Linked DNA regions of Hordeum vulgare: region 2 is linked to region 1. A link is a contact called in public Hi-C data. All regions are on one chromosome and are shown on one strand. Each heading gives the region's core, a stretch centred on a gene start, on an enhancer-like site or on the middle of the called end of the contact. The rest is flanking DNA. Distances are from core to core; before and after follow the strand shown.

The links. A called contact is a pair of places that touch in the nucleus more often than the background predicts.
Region 2: a contact with region 1 is called in a Hi-C map of leaf, with 8 times the contacts expected there. The contact joins the promoter of LOC123408847 here to the promoter of LOC123407781 in region 1. A contact is called at or near these places in 4 of 6 Hi-C or Micro-C datasets (leaf and seedling) and 1 of 1 datasets of contacts at active chromatin or transcription factors (embryo).

Annotation. Positions count from the first base shown.
Region 1 is chr7H:163,305,371-163,312,290 of MorexV3_pseudomolecules_assembly, reverse strand. LOC123407781 (probable amino-acid acetyltransferase NAGS2, chloroplastic) reads left to right here and starts at 4,511. Exons shown (of 10, transcript XM_045100998.1): 1 at 4,511-4,649; 2 at 5,743-5,830; 3 at 6,520-6,728. The coding sequence starts at 6,582.
Region 2 is chr7H:163,559,367-163,566,980 of MorexV3_pseudomolecules_assembly, reverse strand. LOC123408847 (F-box protein At-B) reads right to left here and starts at 2,676. Exons shown (of 4, transcript XM_045101887.1): 1 at 2,437-2,676; 2 at 2,149-2,354; 3 at 864-963; 4 at 1-555. The coding sequence starts at 2,655.

The DNA of each region.
Region 1 (6,920 bases), core at 3,262-5,761:
CCATGCGCCTCATCGTCCATGAACTACTGCGACGGCGGGAGAAGGAGGGGGCGTCGGGTACTTCAACCGCGACAAGTTGTCGTCCTCGATGTGCTCAAGGACAGTGTCCAGAGTGCGGTCGTTGACGCCCCACCATAGGCGTCGCCCCTTGGAGTTGAAGCGGTCGCGGGGTTCAACGCCATTGGTGGCGGTGAGCTGTTCGACATGGCGGCGTTCGAAGTACGCCGTCCACAACGTATTGCTATCGGGGGTGTACCTCGGCTGGTTCCACAAGCTCTCCGGCAACGACGATCGGATGCATGCGATCTCCATGCGCCGGCCAGCTCCAGAGGGTCACGGTGGCACCAGGACTCCGTCGGCGCTCAGCTTCCATGAGCCCGACACCCGCATGTACGGTGGCGCCAGGTAGTCCGCCTTGTAGAAGAGGCGGGCCTCAGACTCATGCAGGTGGCGGCAACCGAAGTCGCTTGCCGCCGCTCCGTCGCTGAGGTAGCGCTCGACCATGGTGGTGGAGAGATGGGGCGTCGGCAGCGAAAGGGGAGAGGGGCGTCAGTGATGAGAGAGGGAGAAGGGTTGTGGTGAGAGGTGTGAGGCCACCAGCAAGGGAGGGACGACTTATATAGTCGCGGGTGTGCGGCAAGCGGGCGGCACACATGTGTACGTGTGGCGGGAGGGTGCGGGATTTACGTCGGCGTGCCTTCACTGCGCCACCCGTGAGGAATCAATGGAAGGCTGACCGGCGGCAGCCTCCGCATTGATTCCCCGGGGAAAACGAGGCGATAAGAACGACGACCGCGCCTAGTCGCTGACTCGGCGGGTCCGCAAAGAGTTTGCACCGAAAACATTTCCCCGACGCCCCTCCCCCAGCGTGTCGGGTTCGGCCTCGGTTCGTCGGCGACAAAATCGGCCCTAACCGGCGAAAAACAGGCTTCTCGGGGCGCGACTGGGCCTTTTTTTCGTGCCGGTGACAAAAAAGGGCCTTGGGGGCTGTTGGGGGTGTGACTAGAGATGCTCTTAGCGATCACGAGTCGGTCGGCGCGTCGCTTCGGCCGGCGGTTCGGAGGGAAACATTTCCCTAGTGGAGCACCTATTGCAGCATGATTTGGTGGAGCACCTATGAAGGCTCAAAGGCAACGCCTAACTCGATGTGTGATGAATTATAAGTTTTTATCCGTTGAACTATTTTGATTTGTATTGATTTGTTCAACTATTTTGATTTATATTGATTTATGTGATGAACTATGTGATAAAAAATAAGCATATGTTGAATTTATGCCGACGCACGTCGAATATGGATCAAAATTGGTCCAATTTTGCGCTGAAAGTGAGTCAATTTGCACAAAAAATGGCCCAATTTGCGCCAAAAGTGGGGCGAAATCGGCGGCTGGGGCGACTTGGGGGCGGCTGGTAACTCGAACCCCCCGCACCACCGACTTTTTCGTGAGTGCGCCCCTAGGCGACGCTAATTCAAGTCCCTGGGGGCGGAACGACTGAAGATGCTCTAACCCTACCACTAAGGGTTTTGGGGGTTAAAACCTTACCACCAAGAAAGGACCCCCGATGGTAGAGTATCACTGAGAATCCCGACAGTAGACACATCAACATGGCGGATGGCCCCGTCTACTGTGTCTTTACCCCTGTAGTGAGAACCCCAATGATAGACAATTATATTCTACCTCCAAGAACTACGTCGATTCTTTTAACAACCTAAATGATAACGCTCACACATGTGATACGAGGTAACATAGTTCACACATCATTTAATTGAAAATTCATTTTCATCATTAATTCTATCTTGACGAGATCTTTAAAAATAGATCCCATAGTGATGTCTTTCGACCATCTCTTCGTGAGCCAAAAGATGCCACGATGTTTATATAGAAGTTGTCGTAGTGTTTACAATAAAGTTGCCACGACATGTTTCATTCGATTTTTTCTTTTAGATTTAAAACTGTCATTATATTTCAACTACTTTTCACGATAATTTATATTAATTGACCATAGTAAATTTTAGCAATCAACCACAGAAAATTTAGTTCATGGATCATTACAATTTTTAGTAATTCATCATGAAAAATTGAGTTTATAATCATGGCAATTTTAGTATTTTGATCAAGGCAATTCTATTATTTCAAACATGGGAAATATTTTTTGCATGAACCATGGCAAATTTTATTGCATGTATCATTGTAAATTTAAGTAATTCACCGTGTAAATTTTAGTTTATAGTTCATGACAAATTTGAGCCATTTAACATTCATTTTCAAAGTAATTGATGACATATTTCTTTTTCACTTATGAACCATATCAAAATTATTTGATGGATCATGACAAATTTTAGTAATTCATCCTGAGAAGTTTAGTTTTTAATTCCTTTTTTATAACATGTCAAAATTTACTTTAAACATAAAAGAAAAAGTAATAGTCGAAATATATCATGTCAACTTCATTATAGTCATGATGACAATTTATGTGCAATATATATGATAAATTTTAAACAAAAGAAGTAGTCGAAACATATTGATATGAGATATAGTTTTGAAAAACTCGTCCCAACGAATTTAATGGTTAAAACAGGTTTTCAATCAAATTTTTTATTTAAAAGATAAAAAATTCAATTGAATTTTTTATTTAAAAGACAAAACATTTTAATAATTGAATAGACGAAAAATTTCTGTTGACATCATCAGTTTCATTACTTATACATGCATGTGACTATATGACCCAATTTATGATCATGAAATGTGTGATGGCATCTTGCTTTTATCAGATGGTTAGAGCAACTTCAATGGGGCGATCTACTTCGTCCGGCCCCGTCCGTTTGGGTCGGCGCGGACACAAAAGACGACCCAACACGCCGATCCAAACGGACGCGCGTCCGGTTTTCGTCCGCGGGCGACCCATTCTTGGTTCGTTTTTGACCCGGATTTGGGTCGGCGCAGACATGCGACGGGCGCGCGCATGCTTGCCTTCTCCTCCCCGGGGTCCGCTGGTCGGTGGCACATTGGCCTCCCCCCATCCAACCCTCGCCCGCCTCCTTCGTCGTCGTCGCCGCCTATTTTTGCCAGCGACTATGCCAGCTGCCGGCGCCTCCACATCCGCCCAGCAACGCCGCCCACTCCCACATCGCCCGCTGCCGGGGAGCCGACTGCTTCCCCCCCCACCACCACACAGCCCGCCCCCGACCAAGAAGCCGTCTCGCCGCCCGGCCAGATCCTCACTGGCACGCTCGTCGGACGCCGACCCACTCGTCGAATTCCGGCAGGGCAGCTAGCTGGTCCGTGCGCGCCGCGACTCCCTTCGCCGGCCATCTCCTTCGTCGACTCCCGCAAGCCGTTCGACAGTTTGCCAAGGTACAAAATGAACTCCGCCGACGAGTTCTTTTTTCATAATTTCCTTTGCAAAACCATGTGAGACATTTTTATTTTTATTCGGCTTGTAATAGCTATGCTATTTTATTCGGTCCAAATTATGCTATTTGATTCAAACTATGATAATTCATGCAAAACAAGGTGACCAGCTGGACATATATGGGTCGACGCGTTGGGCGCGCTGTCGACCCATATCTAAAACAGGATGGACGCCGGACGGACGGCCGATCCAAACGAAAAAAACGGATGAAATCACGGTTCCTTTGGTCATCCTATTGAAGTTGCTTTTATTGGCTCTTTTAACATTGATTCACAACTAAGAAAAGAGTAAAAATACATCGTGACTTCAGCCACGAGGGCCGGGGGTAAAAAACCGTGCACGCAAATGTAAAAGAAAGACAATTTGTCACGGTGACATGACCCGACCGAGCGCAAGTGTCGACAAAATCGTATTCGTGTCCGGAGGATAATAAGTACTCCTAATAGTGTGCTCCTTCGGCCTGACCCTTGCACGTGCGCAGAAGCCGCGCGTCTCCCACCTCACCTCACCTCACCTCACCTACCGCGCGCATGGGCACTGGCTGACGCCGCCCCTCCAAGACCCACACCCACCTCCACCAGACGCGAACGCCAAGGCCGCCGGCGCGGACCGTCGGATCACAGTCACCACCGCAAGAAACAAAAACGCCAGTCAACACGACCTCGCCCTCGCCCTCGCCCTTGCGTATATATCCCACTTCTTCTTCGAACCAAAACCCAAACCCAGACCCAAACCCCGTCTCCGCGCGCCACATCGCTCGCCGATCGCCGCTTCCAACTCTCCCTGCCTCTCTCTCTCCCTCTACATTTCGTCTCGCCGCGTACGGCCTGAGCGCCACGCCACGCCACGCCACGCCAAGCTAGCCCATCATGTACCACCCCCCGCTGAATCTCGCCTGCCAACCTCCGATGGCGGCGGCAGCTTCCCTCACACGCGCCGCCGCGCGCTCCCAGGCGCCGGCGGGATCGACGCGGCCCAGGAGGGTCCCGATGCCGACGCGCGCCACCGAGCCGCGGCAACGGCGTGCCACGGGCGCGCGCTGCGGCGGAGGGGCGGGGCTGTTCGGCGGCGACGGGGCCTTGGGGGGCGGGGAGGCGGCGGAGGCGGACGAAGGGGGCAGGTTCGTCGGGTGGTTCCGGGAGGCCTGGCCGTACATCCGGGGCCACCGGGGGAGCACCTTCGTCGTCGTCATCTCCGGGGAGGTCGTCGCCGGGCCCCATCTCGACGGCATTCTGCAGGTACCCGTCGCTCTCTCTCTCTCTCTCCCCCCGGATGGTCCCCCGTCTGCTTTCGCGGAAATGGATGATTCGCATTTCGGTGGTGTGGGCTGACCGGTGACAGCGATTCCGCATGCCTGTTCGCTGTTTCGATTGCTTGGTTTTCGGTTTTGCCTCTGATGCCGTTTTGACGGGATCGTTTAACAAGAGACGGCTTCTCGCCCGATTTGTTCCGAATTCTCAACACGCGAGTTGGGAAGCCTTATTATCAAGAGGCTAGCTGACAAGATTTCGTGCTATGTCATTGTTCGAGCTGGACGGCACAGTTGCTTTGTTATAATTGTGCTGCCAAGTTGAGAGCAAAGTCAAGAGAGAAACACGGCTCTTTACAATATGAGTGGTGGTTAAGCTAGTTTGATCCAAGTTCAAACCAGCCCTGCATCGTTCACTGATATGTTGGATTAGATAATAGAATAAATCAACAGCTGCACGTGTATTTCGTGTTAGTTTCACTGTGCCTGACAGTCCTTGTCATCGAAACAGTTCTGTTGGATATTGTTGCTTACAATATCTTGGAAGGGGCGGACCCAGAGAGAAAATGACCTGGTACCCCGGTGTAAAACCACACATGTTCCATCTAATGATTAAGTGTCACACACTATACTGTACATTTAAATTACCAAGAGAAAAATCTTGCACCCGGGTAGCTGAGCCTGGGTTTGGATGGGTTGACCTGCTCCTCTTTCTAAAACAAGATTTATAAATAATAAAGATTTTCTGAGGTGTTAGCTTTCATGACGTTACCATGATGGCTAGAGTTTACCATTTGTTCCATATACACTCCTATATGGCTTAGTCAGTGTTCATTGGCTGAAATGACAGTTCACTAAAGGCATAGTTCTGTGTTAATGCAAAGAGTGTAGTTTTGCTGATTTTTGTTTTTTGTTAAAATGTACTCCCTCCGTACCAAAATAAGTGTCTCAACTTTGTACTAGCTATAGTACAAAATTGTACTAAGCTGGAGACACTTATTTTGGGAAAGAGGGGGTATTTTTTATATACTTTCGACAACTTATGTGTAGTTCCATGAAATTAATATTACTTCAACATGTAGGATATATCGCTTCTACATGGCCTTGGGATCAAATTTGTTCTTGTTCCTGGAACACATGTTCAGATCGATAAGCTCTTGGCTGATAGAGGTTAGCTGAAGATTTGCACTTTTTACCCTTTTATATACTGTAAAATGCTTTGAGTAGATACTTGTTTTTTGTATAATGAGCGCCCACTCAATTGGAATTGACTGTGTTTGCTTACAGTTGGAACAAAACAAAAAGGATTGTTCAGAATAAACTACTTCCACCCCACAAAACTCACAAGTTCATTGATATATTTTACCCTATTTGTTTTTCTTCTCTATATGCTGTATTTGATATTGGGTGGCATATAAGGAAAGTAGGGAGTGTTTTTTGGGATAAGCAGGGCTGGGTGAGCTCTGGATAAAGATTACGTAGAGACGAACACCCTAATTTTTGTTTTGCATATATATAGCATATCCAGAAATATGTATCCAGTCAATTTAATAGCACAAGTATCGAGGTGCGTTCCGGTCATAGTTTGTCTCATCTCATTTATGGTTTTTTCCATTTTTCGCTTCAGCACACACTTTTGGAAATGGAGATTAAGTATTGAAGTCATTTATTGGTTCTTAATAGTGTTCATGATTGGTGAAGTACTGCAAGCAAAAGCTTGTGACGTAACCAGTGCTGCACTTTGTATTGATACCGTGGTTGATGATCTGTCTTTGCATATATCTTTTCTTTAACTAGTATTGGTGATTGTACTACGTGTGTGCATGGTGGTGAAGGAGCTCACTTTATGAATTTCTCAGGAAAGAAGGCCAATTATGGTGGTCGTTACCGTATTACAGATTCTGATTCATTAGATGCTGCGATGGAGGCAGCTGGCAGAATACGCCTTACCATAGAAGCAAAGCTATCTCCTGGTCCCCCAATGTTAGATCTTCGTCGACATGGTGTTAATGGTCGCTGGCACGAAATCTCTGACAATGTTGCAAGCGGGAACTTCCTAGGTGCTAAGGTTAGCTTGGCATACTATACTGGTTTTCGGTACCATATCATCCGTTTCATCTATTTCTAGATGCAAAAAGCATTACTAAGAGTAGTGAAAGGCAGATATAGGGGACCCATCTGACGCTTGAAAGATTAACCCTGAAAGTTGGAGGTGTATTCTTAACTTGTTTTTGGCAAAGTGGCCACTGCAAAGTGTAGA
Region 2 (7,614 bases), core at 1,427-3,926, 260 kb before region 1:
TGAGGCGGTACTGACCTCAAATTTCCTCAGGTCCTTGCAAGAGTGGAGAAGGGCTGCATATCCAGCATCTCTCACTTTAGAGAACCCACCAAGCCTAATGGTTTGGAGTTGCTTGCATCCTTCCGCAAGCATCAGCAGCCCAAAGTCGTTTACCCTTCTGAAGGTGGAGGAGCAACCCTGCTTACCGCGTGTAAGAGATAAATGTGTCAAGTTCTGGCATAAACCAAGTGCTTGCAGCCCAATATTGGTCAGATCATTGTCCAGATCTGCTTCACTTCCAGGGTTGTCTTCTAGGCAGAGCTCAAGTAAGTTTGAGAGACTTCCAGTGATGAAGGTAACAAGTTCATCCGTTATTATGTCCAGAACTAAAGACAGTGATTCTAGACTGTCACTGAAGGGTGTCTTCAGAGATGAGCTTATAGGAAAGAGTTTCTTTGCCTGCCAATTGGCTATAGGCATTAGCAATAGTACCTTGATGGTACTAGGCATAACAGGCACCAAAGAATCGAAATCAACAGAGCCTGGAGCTAGCAGAGGGAATTTCAGGGAAAGATTCTGCATGCATAAATTTGGAAAGACAGATTAGGTATATACACACAGCAACCAAATTAACTTATTCCAACAGTAATTACTCAAAATTCACGGCTAATATTACTTAACCTTATATATATATATATATATATATATATATATATATATATATATATATATATATATATATGCTTTAGTACTCAAAGACTGCTTTTCTTTTTTTACTTAAACTGTACTCAAAAGATGCTAATCTAAAAACTATTCAAAGATGCAATTTCCATCTTTCTAAGTTCAGAAGGGTATCATGTTCATATGTGACAAAGACACCTCACCTCCAAATAATCACATCCTTTGAACATGTGTGCTATGGACTTACGGCAGATCACAAAATGTTCACTGCCGCTCAAGTTTGCCATCTCCAGTGTAATTGATCTGAATAAATACAATATGCTCAGACTTCTCAGGATTTGGTCCAAGATGAAAACAAAACATTTTTTAGAGAACGGAAACTTAACCAATCACTATGCCAGGTACAAATCAAATTTCCCTAATGCCCATCCCACCTGGGCAACAATAAACCTTACAATGCAATAATATTAGGCAACAGTTCACAGCGCCTAATCCAATTTCTCAAGAAATATACTGTTATGAAATTAGCTTCCATGGCTTAGTGCCAATAATAACTTCCACAACTAATACCATGGCCGCTTGGCTCCACTAGTCACAGTACCAGGTCAAGAAGCATAGATATATGTAGGCTGAGATATCAGTTTTGGGACTCTACCAATATAAACATAATATTTCATTTTGTAAATATCATTTTCGCACATATCATCCGATTTGGACTGAAATATTGACCAATATGAGCGATATGTCCACTGATATAGACTGGTATGTCGATGAATACAATTGTTTAGCGAAAAGCAGTGGAAAAATATTATATACTGATAACTTCATTGTATTATGAAAGTCATGTATAATGTTTTGTAGAAACACATACATAACGTATTGTCTTTAATCTTAGAGTGAAAACTTTGTGAATCTGTCTTAAATAGTTTTTTAATTAACAAGTTAATAAACTAGGAATCTAAATTTATTATGCTAGACGACAAGAATAATGAAAACAAGAATAATGTAAATTTTGTTTTCACTAAAAAGATGTTTTTGAACAAGAATAATGAAAACAATCCAGATATATTTTCTCTGATATATCTACATATCGTCTGATATATAACCCGATATCCGACATCCAATATGTTGAACCCAATATACGACATGTTGAACCCGGCGATTGTTGACGAGGTTCAACCAAAACCTACATCCCCTGGGATCTCTTCTGTTCAGTGGGCACTCTTCCCTGGTACTATTTGATATCCTGACAAACTCGACACGCACGAGAGACTCTGGTCAGACCCCCTGAAATGGCAAGTCAGACCGCTCTCTGCGTGCTGAGTCCACCTCTCTCTCGGTTAGACACAGCATTGTCCATATAATTGAGGCCCTGCCTACTTCGTGTTCGACTCAAACATGACTTTTAGGCTTTAGCCCTGTATCAGCTATTACCACCACAAGTCCAACTGTAATGTAAGCAAACAAGCAATTGCTGAAGAACCATACCTCAAATTGGTGCACCTCTCACCAATCACCACAAAGAGGTACGGGGAGAACGAGGAGCACTTGAGCAGCGAGAGCTCGCGGAGGCTCTCCTTCGCAATAGCAGCGACTGCAGAGTCATTGAGTAGGCTGCAATTGACGGTGAGGTTGCGGAGCTTGCCATTACCGGCAAGAATCCTATTCGCGATAGTATTCGTCGGCGTAAACGCCTGCAACATCGACCAAACCCCAGGTTGAAGGGAGACCATATCTGGCGAGAGGCGGGGAGCGTGAGAGAGGGAGGAAGCTCACCGAGAGGTCTAGGGATTCTACGGAGGATAAGGCGGCACCGGCGGCGCCTCGGAGGGCGCGGCAGGATGCTGCGGCGGAGCAGGCAGCCTCTAGCCCCACCCGGCCAACGACCTCCACCAGGAGCGCTTCGGGGAGGATGTCGACCAGGCCTCCTCCGACGCTGCCGGAGGCCTCGCCACCGCCCTGGCCGTCGCCGGCGCCGCGAGGCTTCTTCTCCATAGCTCCTTCCCTGTTGCTTTCAGACCTAGAGTCAGATGCGCGGAGACCGTCCCCGGATATACCACCACGTCTCGCGGGCCCTCCGCGTGGGTATGACATCTGGGCCCGGAGTGAGAACACGCCACCGTCCTTCGTTTAAAACTTTTATTAATCGGTACTGTTCTAGATGAGGAAATAAACCAATAAACCGGACCTGCTCAACTCAAACGGATAGTGTTTTTGTTTTTTTTTTTGTTTGGATTGTTAGCCGATCTAGTCGTATTTTTTTTTAAATGGATCGATACATGCATCCAACGAAAAATAAGTGAATAACAATACTGTGATATTAAAATAATAGAAGAAAGACGGGTGGGGATCGGTCAGCGAATTAAATAAGCAGACACAACCACATGCGTACACCAAAAGGACGCGCGTGCATCCGCTTCGCGTCCGCGCCGACACATTTCACTTCCAAATTTAAACCGGAAATGGATTGTCACGAACGCGAAGCGGACGCATTTTGACAATGAATCCACGTGTTGGATGTTCACTTTTGTCGGCGTGGACCCAAACGGACGGCTGCAGACGAAATGAGTGGTCCTATTGAAGTTGCTCTAAAGGTTAGCGCTAGTATCTGAGTTTTCAAAACATTCCATGTGTGGTGGCTGCTCAATGAGTTGCAAAATGCATGATGTTATGGACATCCACATGTTTTTGTTAGCATGCCAATAAATGTGTGTGTGCATGCGTGTGTCCATGCAAAATAAAACGGACAATGTCTCATCGATCTAAGCTATGGTCCATCCGATTGATTGTTGTAGATCTTTACATAAACTTGACTCTGCTTCGATTTTTTGTCGCGCGTGGTCGGGTTTCCGTTCGTGTCCGGTTGTCAGTCCATTCAAATCAAGCATGCTTTTTTTAGGCATATTTGTTGTTCGGCCTTCGCTTTGTTGTTTGCTAGTCGTTTTCATTTTTTTGGCGTGTCATTTGTAGAAACGGAAGAGAAACGGGTGCTTCGTTTCCTATCTCTCTTATCATTTTTATTTTACGCCCGCCTTTCTCCGTTCCTCCTCTTCCCATTCTTCTTTTGTCTTCCATTAGTGTTGTCCCGTGTAGGACAAAATCGACTGAGGACTTATTTGCTCTCGCGGAGTGAAGAGATGCCCCACAATGGCAATGAAGTGAGCTTTTGCCCCCCTCTTCTATCTTTTTATGGGTTCCTGGTTTGAAGTGTAACCTTAGCATTTCAAAAAGCACCCCTCTTCCCGCTATCGTTTTTTATTAGGCTTCTTTACATCCTCTATCTTCCTGTTTGTTTTTCGTTAGACCAAATCCATCGGTCGTTTAGATTGGTTTGTGTTCTTGGGAGGGGTGGTAGTATGGGGGTGGTATAGTGTTTATTGAAAAATTAACAGGCCCGCAATAGATGCATGGTTAGGACCATTTGGGAAATCTTTATTAAGAGGTTTCATTTCAAATCACTAGAAACCCTCTGTCTCCTTTTTTATCCGTAGAACCCTTTAATATTAAGTTGATTTTTTTAAGTTTTCTTAAGTTGACGATGGTAGAATATAACAGAACATGTTTAAAGTTAACTATAGTGTTGGAAATATGCCCTATAGACAATAATAAATTAGTTAAGCTATTCATAATGGGGAGTATCATATACTAGCATTATGCATATGATACTAGTGCATGATATTACCTTCATTGTGCATACTATCATAGAGTAGGATCATATATGGTGTTATTTATTACCATGCATGACTCAAAGTAGCATAGCATTTAACATGATACAGTATCTACCTATGTTACTCTAACTCTCTCTCTTCTTTAATTCTCTGTCACATCAGCGTGTTTGCTATTAGATACCACCACTATGGCCAGCCTTATTATCATATTTCCTTGTTCATGATAAGTGTTTATCGTTCATGCTAGAATTTCATTATCCGGAAACTTAAATACATGTGTGGATACATAAACAACACAGTGTCCTTAGTGAGCCTCTACTAGACTAGCTCGTTGATCAAAGATGGTTAAGGTTTCGTAACCATATATGTGAGTTGTCATTTGATAACGGGATCACATTATTATGAGAATAATGTGATGGAAAAGACCCAACTGTAAGCTTAGCATATTATCGTGTCTCTAAAGTTTAATTGCTAGAGCTTTCTTCATGTCAAGTATATGTTCCTTAGACCATGAGATCTTGAAACTTCCTGACACCAAAAGAATGCTTAGTGTGTACCCAAACGTCACTTCATAATTGACTGATCATAAAGATGCTCTACATGTATCCTCGAAGGTGTTATGTTGGGTTTGCATGGATAGAGATTGGGACTTGTCACTCCGTGTGACGGGGAGATATCTCTAGGCCCTCTCAGTAATACAACATCATTAAGAGCTTGCAAGCAATGTGACTAATGAGTTTAGTCACGGGATCTTGTATTACGGAACGAGTAAAGAGACTTGCCGGTAACGAGATTGAACTAAGTATGGAGATATCGATGATTGAATCTCGGGCAAGTAATATATCGCTGCACAAAGGTTGTTGCATACGAGCTTAACCGGATCCTCGACATCGTGGTTCAACCAATAAAGATCTTTGTGGAATATGTAGGAACCAATATGGGCATCCAGGTCCCGCTATTGGTTATTGACCGAAGAGGAATCTCGGGCATGTCTACATGATTCTCGAACCCATAGGTTCGCACGCTTAAAGTTCCATGACACTAGAGTATTATTGGGATATGTACATTGGTGACCAATTGTTGTTCGAAGTCACAGATAAGTCCCACATGCTAGTCTAGAGTATTATTAGAATTTTTTGGAGGTAAAGATTTATATGTGGGAAGTTCAAATTTTTCTACTGGAATAGTTTTGGGATTTTCCAGTATAGTACCGGGAGTGTCGAAAGGGTTTCGGGGGTCTAAGGGGAGGGGGGTCCACACACCCCCTGGGGCTACATGGACTGTAGGGGGGCATGGCCTAGTTGGGTCGAGGGCACCGGCCCCTAGGAGGCCCATGCGATTGGCCCAAGGGGAAACCCTAGGGGTGGAGGCGCCTCCCCTTACTTGGGAGGCAAGCCTCCCTTAGGGCGTTGCCCCCTCCCTTGGAGGAGGAACCAAGGGTTGCCCTCCCCCTCCCTCCCCCTATATAAAGGGTGAAGGATCACGGGGGACACACCAATTCCCTCTACCTTGGGGAAGCCATGTCTCCCATCTTTCTCGTTTTCTTCCTTGTTTTTCATCGCGACAGTGCTTGGTGAAGCCCTGCCGGTGTTGCACCACCACTCCCACCACGCCATCGTGCTAATTGTGATACCATCTACTTCTCCACCCTCGTTTGTTGGATCAAGGAGGAGGAGATGTCATCGAGCTACACATGTGCTGAACTTGGAGGTGTCATCCATTCGGCGCTAGATCTTATTGGATCGCGAAGAGTATGACTACATCAACCACATCATATACGCTTTCGCTTAACGGTCTACAAGGGTACATAGACACACTCTCCCCTCCCGTTGCTATGCATCTCCATAGATATATCTTGGGTGATCGTAGGAAAAATTCTTGTTTTCCATGCTTTGTCCCCAATAGAGACATCATGAGCTAGGTCAATGCATAGATGGTATGCTGAAAGCACAACTTCTCCCTAGGTGGTTTTCGTAATTAAAAACACCATATATTTCATTGAACTAATGAGCCTATCAAGTATATTACAAGAAAGTTCAATGAATGTATTGGCTAGGAATTATGAGAAGGATCCCCTAAGATGCAAAGAACACCTATTGGCAAGAGCTTCAAGACTCTACATTTTGTTTTATGTGAGCAATCACAATTGAGTCCATAAGAAAGCCAATACTATTAAAAGGAGATGATGTACAAATGATGATCTCGTTGCTCAAGTGCTTAAAGATATGCCACAAAAAGCCTTAAAAATATTCTCACAAAAGATTCTTTCCAAAATCCTAAACTACCCAAATCAGTGAAACCAAGATTTCCACTTTGGTCTCACCGAGTTAGCCCGAGACAGAACCTATGCCAAACCCTAACGACTCGCACTACAAGGAATACAGTCTATTGCAACAAAATTTATCTCTACAACAATCTTTCGTGGCAATAAAATGCTATATTACCACAAACTTTCAGTTCGTGGTAATATGCCCTACATATTGCCACTTTTCAATTTTGTCGCTCTAAGTACTCCGTTTTGTTGCAATAGAAATCGTGTATTGCCACAAACTGGATCACCGTTGTAATATGGCAGTGATATTGCAACAAATAAGTTTCATTGCGGGAATTAGTCATTTTGTTGCAATAGAGACTTAGGTAATGCAACAAAGTAAATATTTGTGGTAATATTCTGGCGCATATTGCAACAATTTCGAAGTGAGGCACTAGACATAGAAATTGTTGCAAACAAATGGTTTTGTATTGCGACAAAACATGTATTGGTTGTAATAGGACGACGTTTTGCCTCACCTTCATTGTGTTGCAATAACTATTATATATTGCGACAAATTGTGCAATCATGGTAATATCTACAACATGTTGCAACAATCCCCTAGTGATGCAAAAAAGGAGCAATAGAACATCTCTGCATTTTCGTGTTAATTATAGACATATAATTAATATTCGGATTTATAGATATTAAGTGAAGATTTTTGCAAGTTTTAAGTAGGAATTAAAGTATTTATTAATTGCATAAATTTTAATTAACCAAAAAATGAACAAAGTTTACAAATGGATATAACACAATTTCTGCTAAAAATATCAATTTTATTTTTCTGATAGGAATGCATATTTTATTTGAAACTAGGGTGTTTTCTTCCAAAAAAAGGACTTGTGGGATAGAAATAAAAAACAAAGTGGTGCAAGGATTCGTACTCATGCCCTCTAGGGTGCACAAGCAGATTCAGACCACTCGGATATTAACATCGCGTCAACGTTCCTATTTTTATGTGTGTTGTTTTGCATG